Regions from separate parts of the Sus scrofa genome. Here region 1 is linked to region 2. A link is a contact called in public Hi-C data. All regions are on one chromosome and are shown on one strand. The core of a region is the stretch at or near the end of the contact, and the rest is flanking DNA. Distances in the headings are between cores, read along the strand shown.

Region 1 (2,941 bases), core at 58-2,557, 120 kb before region 2:
AACAGGGGACTGGATAAAGAAGATGTGGTATGTATACACAGTAGAATATTGCTTAGCCATACAAAGAATGAAATAATGCCATTTGCAGTAACACGGATAAACCTAGAGATAATCATACTAAGTGACATAAGTCAAAGAAAAAAATCATATTATCACTTATATGTGGAATCGTGGAATCTAAAAAAAGTGATACAAATGAATTTCCAAAATAGAAAAAGACTCACAGACTTTGAAACCAAACTTACCGAAAGTGAGGGATAAATTGGGAATTTGTATTAACATATGCATGTTATATATCTATACATAAAATAGATAACTAACAAGGACCTGCTATATAGCATAAGAAACTCAATATTCTGTAATAACCTATATGGGAAAAGAACCTGAGAAAGAATGGGTATGTGTATAAGCATAACTGATTCTCTTTGCTGTACACCTGAAACTCATACAACATTGTAAGTCAACGATACGCCAAAAAAATTTTTTAAGAAACAATACCTACAATTGCCACTAGGTAGTACCAGCAAACCAAATGTGGATGTAGGGGAAGAAAAAAAAATGAAAAGAAATGGAGAAGTATGAATGAACTAGTTCAAAATTGGTTGAATATTCACTAATTCTTCATAACAGCCCTGTATGAGATGAGAATCAGCCTAGTTAGGGGAGGGGGAAAGGTGCCCTCTGATCATGATGTACACACATGCATCCTTCTAATTTAACTTCCCAGATCCTCAATTTAATGTCTCAGTATCCCTTACGGGTAAATATATGTAGTCATCAGGCAAGTGAGAGACATTAAAAAGGAGAGTAGATGAAATCACCAACATACATTTCTAAATCCAAGTTACTGTTCAATTTATCTACCACTGCATAAATGTTACCTGTGCCTCACTCCAATTCTATTACATTGATGTAAGTCAAGCATGAAAATCTGATCTTATTTGCCATCCCTTCCCCTGTGAAGGAAGTTGAGGCTTGAAGAATGAAGTTGCCCACCATCATAGCACTAGCAGAGCTGGAATTCAAATCGAAAACCTGCCTGACTTCGAAGCCTTTTGATTTAAATTAAACCATGAAACTAGGGTCCCTGAATCATGATGAACTTTAGCTAAGGTTTCCTGGGGGTCAAAGAAAGAAGAAAAAAACAAAAAACAAAACAAAACACTATTTCTAGAAAGTTACTTCAACTCATATTTCATCTGAGCTTCATTTCTGATAAACAGGATGTCAGTGACTTGGCCAAGACCACCCAGCAAGTCAGACACAGAGATAAGGCTAATCTGGTTCTCCACACTTGCTAAATAGGAGGGGCAGACGTTACAGATAAAAGGTGAGGCAGTACTTCTAGTCAGAAAGTGACTATAGCATGACACCAACATAATACTCATGGTTTGCACTTGTCTATTCCTTCCAATGGTCAGAAATTCTGCTAAGACCTTCACAACCACCCTATAGGATACTGTTCTTAATGGCCTCCAACATCAGTTTCTCTCCCCGTCCAGAAACATGTGTCTATTTTCCTTTGGGTAATTGCCTCCCCTCTACGTTTTGTATAATGGTCGATGGGGCTTTGATCCCACTCTCAGCCCTAGAAGTAAACCTTATTTCTATCATCTCAACTTTTTTGCCCAGTGATTCTTCAGAGTGTATTTATGAGCTAAGTCACCCTTAGAGCTATAAAGAGACATGTGCTGACGGCTTTGGGAAAGATTATTCTCCCTTCCATGGGCACTACCAGAAGAGAAACTCTTCTTTTAAATAGTAGGATATGAGGATGTAAGGTATAGAAGTGCCATGACGATTGCTATTCCCCTGAGGTGAGACAGCCTGAGGGCATGGCTGATGCAAGAAGGAAGACACAGCAAGAGGATTGCAAAGAAATGCAACTAAAGGCTTGATAAAATTATGCGTCTGAACTAAACCACAGCTAAAGCTAGATCTACTTCAAGACTTCACAGATACACAGGACAATACCTTTCCCTTAAACTAGCTTAAGTTTTTTTTCTTTCTTTTTGGTTTTTTTTTTTTGGGAGGGGCGGTGCTCACCTTGGCACGTGGAAGTTCCCATGCCAGGGATCAAACTTGAGCCACTACAGTGACCCTAGCCACTGCAGTGACTACACCAGATCCTTACCCAACTGTGCCACAAGGAAACCAAAGACATCTTAATGGATTCACGTTAAGTACCAGCATTATTCTTGTTTTAAGAATAAGAATATGGAGACATAAAATTAACTGATTTTATACCATTTGTAAGAAGATGTTTTCTGGCCCTAAAACCTTAGCTATTAATCACAAATTACAGCTTTCTCAGGCCAACATTCCAAAGGGAGGGAAATACCTCTTTTCCTCTGGCTTTAGCTAGGAGATGCAGCTTAGTCTTTCTCCTTAATCCTCACATTTGCTATGGAACCTTTTTAAATAGCCTCTTCTAATCATGCATTCACAGGACTAAGATGTTACTAGACTGATGATGTAAGCTCACAGGAGCAAGTAAGACAGTGTTATTTGAGTTTAGAGGTGTGGTATTAGAAGGACTTCTAGCCCAGGAATCAATCAAGTCTCTTCACTTTGGACTTCTGATTGTTTTCTATGTCTAGACACAGGCATTTTTGGATCTCTGGTCGCATCACAGATATACTTGTCTAGTCATTGACACTGAAGAGTCAAAGTAAACACTGTGACAATGAGGACATGTAAACCTACTGCTCATAGCACACTATGAGAGTAAGAGGGTGATCACAACCTACAGTATCACTGAAACACCTGCATGATGCCAGTTTGGAACTTCTGTCTCTAATTACAGATACCCAGAAAAGATTCCCAATGTCCCCACCCCCAACTATGCTCAAATTGTCCTTTACCCACTTAACTAAACCTATAAAATCATTCTTTTCAATGTTAAAAAAAAAGTCTATGGTAGAACATGATAGAAGACAGT
Region 2 (2,889 bases), core at 160-2,659:
CTGGCTCAATCTGTTGATTCAGAACCTTGGATGTCAAGGAATCATGGATATGGCGGGACAACTATAAATTATATGTGAATTTTCAACTGCACAGAGTCAGTGTACCTAACTCCAACACTGTTCAAGGGTCAAGTATACACCCACAAGATTTGAAAGCAAGGTCTTTAAGAGACATTTGAAATGAGGGAGGGCGGAGCAAGATGGCGGAGGAGTGAGAGGTCACACTGACCTCCCACAAACACATCAAAAAAACACACGTGAAACTACTCAAACAGAACGTCAACTGAATGCTGGCAGAAGAACTTAAACCTCCAAAAAGGGAGAGAAACCCTTGACATAAATGGGTAGAACAAAAGAAAAAAAAAGGAAAGTAATCAGCACAGGACTAGCATTCCTGAAAGGGAGCTATGAAGGAGAAAAGGAACCCACATTCTGGGAAGCCACATAACTGACAGATCAGCCGAGTTGGAGGGACCTCAAAGTCGCCAAGAAAAGCACAGCAGTTGGACTGAGAACAGCAAAGCAGAGTGAGAACCACACAGAGCATCTGCACCACCGCCCCAGACACTACAGCCTGAGATGCTCGGGTGGGGGCTGGGCACTGAGACTTAGGTTCCAGAGGTCAGTCCTGGGGAGAGGACTGGGGCTGGCAGTGTGGAGAGAGCCTAAGGGGCTAAGGAACAGTGCACTACAGGTAGGGGAATGGTATGCCAAGGGCGGGGAGGGGAAGCCACAGCAGAGGGAACCCAGGAGAAGGTCTAGACCTGCAGGAGAGGCAAGGTGCCACTGTTGGGGAGGGCAAGAGGAGGAGGGGTAGGCCACCATAGGAAACTCCCTGCACCAGAGCATGTGCATGCCCACGGGCTCTCAGAGGGCAGGGTTGCTCTGGCACAAGCTATGGGCAGCGAGAAGCCTCTTGCTCATTTAGGGGAGACCGGGCGCTTCCTGTGCAGGCTACCGGAGGCCAGGCACCTCTTCGTGGGCTAAGGGCATCATTAAGTGCGACGTGGTGCCTTTTGTGATCTACAGGTGGCAGGGACAGACTGCAGTGGTTGTCTCAGAGGCCAGAGGGAGGCATGGCTTGCCACCACTGGGGGCCTGTGAGTGGGCTCCACCTGCTACCCCAGTCACCTCAGGGGTTGGCTAAAAAGAAAAAAAGAGGGCACTGCAACCAAGCACCGTACACTGCTCTCACTTCCCTGGGAACACACCCGCCCTGCAGCTGCCACTGCCAAATGCTCTGGGTGGTGCCCAGACCACTTGGTCACTGTCCTATCCCAAGACCCTACAACTAGGAGCAGCTGGTACAGTAGCTTTTGCATGGACTAAGTGGCACAGAGTGCTTCGTGCGTGGTCTGCAGGTGGTGGGGGTAAACCGCCAGTTATCTCTGACTCCAGAGGTGGGTGTGGCCAACCGCCATCAGTGATAGCTGAACAACAATCACTTGCAGTCACAACTACCTCAGACGGCACCACAGAAAAGGACACTGCGACAGAACACCACCTGTTGTTGCTTCTGCTCCCGTGGGAACAAACCCGCCCTGATTCTGCCACTGCCTAACACTCAGGGCAGTGTCCAGATGCTTGACCACAGTCCCTTTCCAGGAACCTACAACTAGGAGCAGCTTGTGCAGCACCGTCTGTGGGGGCTAAGCAGAACGAGGTGCTTCTTGCATGGTCTATAGGAGGCAGGGGCAAATCACCACAGTTATCGCTGGCTCCAGAGGTGGGAGTGGCTTGCACCACTAGGGGTCTGTGAACAGACACCACTTGCAGCCCCACTCACCTCAAGGGCACCACAGAGGAGGGCATTGTGACCAAACACCACATGTTGGTGCTCTAGCACCCCTGGGAACACACCTATCCTGCTGCTGCCACTGTCAAATGCTACAGGCAATACCCGCACACCTGATCTCCTGTGCAACACCTCCTATGTGGGCTGAGATGGGTTGTTTCATGCAAGGTCTACAGATGGCGGGGTCAAAACACCACAGTTAAGACTGACCCCAGAGGCGGTGTGGCCCGCTACTACTAGGGGACCCTGAACAGGTACCACCTGCAGTTCCAATCACCTAAGAGGAGGGCACTGCAAATGAACACAAGCTCTTGTTGCTCTCGCTCCCCTGGGAACTCACGCACCCTGCTGCTGCTACTGCCAAATGCTCTGGTCACCTTGTAGATCTGCCTAGAGCTCATTACCACTTCCCAGAGCCCACTAACTAGAAATAGCCTGTGCCACCTTTCTGCAGGTCCTTGCTGCTGCTGTTAAGAGCCCAATGACCAGCACTGACTGCTGGCCCTACCCATTGCCTTCTCCCTGAAAACACAGTGAGCATCCTGGGGATAACACACCAATGAAAGAGACAGCAAATATTCAAACTCCCACACCAAAAATAAATAGGAACCCCCCCAAAATACATAGGGGTACACTTGCATAGAAGTAGCCTTACAAGACCACAGTTTGGCTTCCCCAAACTCACAGAAAAACAAAAACACAAGCAAGATGACGAAGCACAGAAACCATTCCCAGTTAAAGGAACAGAATTCACATGAAGCAGCAAACAATGAAACTGACCTCTGCAGTCTGACAGACATTGAGTTCAAAAGAGAGACAGTGAAAATAAGGAATTACAAGAGGATATGAACAGTAATGCAGATTCCTTTAGAGAGGAACTAGAAAAATACCAAGGAGGCAAGAAAAACTAGAAAACTCACTTTCAGAGATGCAAACTGAACTAAGCGCAATAAAGAGCAGAATGAATAATGCAGAGGAACGAATTAGTAATGCGGAAGATAAAATAAGGGGAATCACCCAATCAGGACAGCAGACAGAAAACCAAATGAAAAAACATGAAAGCAATATAAGAGATCTATGGGATAATATAAAGT

The links. Hi-C and Micro-C count contacts between places; a contact is called where the count stands out from the background.
Region 1: a Hi-C map of fetal liver shows a contact between it and region 2, with 2.4 times the contacts expected there. The contact joins two enhancer-like sites. A contact is called at or near these places in 2 of 5 promoter capture datasets (fetal liver and liver) and 5 of 47 Hi-C or Micro-C datasets (alveolar macrophages, blood, fetal liver and 2 more).

Annotation. Positions count from the first base shown.
Region 1 is chr9:115,117,862-115,120,802 of Sscrofa11.1, reverse strand. No RefSeq gene overlaps it. Among named protein-coding and RNA genes, the nearest start is that of FASLG, 51 kb to the right of the region's middle. Within about 2 kb of position 1,307, at least 3 of the 83 cell types and tissues checked have an H3K27ac peak or open chromatin away from gene starts, as enhancers often do. A contact at or near this core is called in fetal liver, where this site is marked.
Region 2 is chr9:114,996,126-114,999,014 of Sscrofa11.1, reverse strand. The region is part of intron 23 of SUCO (SUN domain-containing ossification factor); the gene reads right to left. The region is part of intron 2 of LOC110255510 (a long non-coding RNA gene); the gene reads left to right. Among named protein-coding and RNA genes, the nearest start is that of FASLG, 71 kb to the left of the region's middle. Within about 2 kb of position 1,409, at least 3 of the 83 cell types and tissues checked have an H3K27ac peak or open chromatin away from gene starts, as enhancers often do. A contact at or near this core is called in fetal liver, where this site is marked.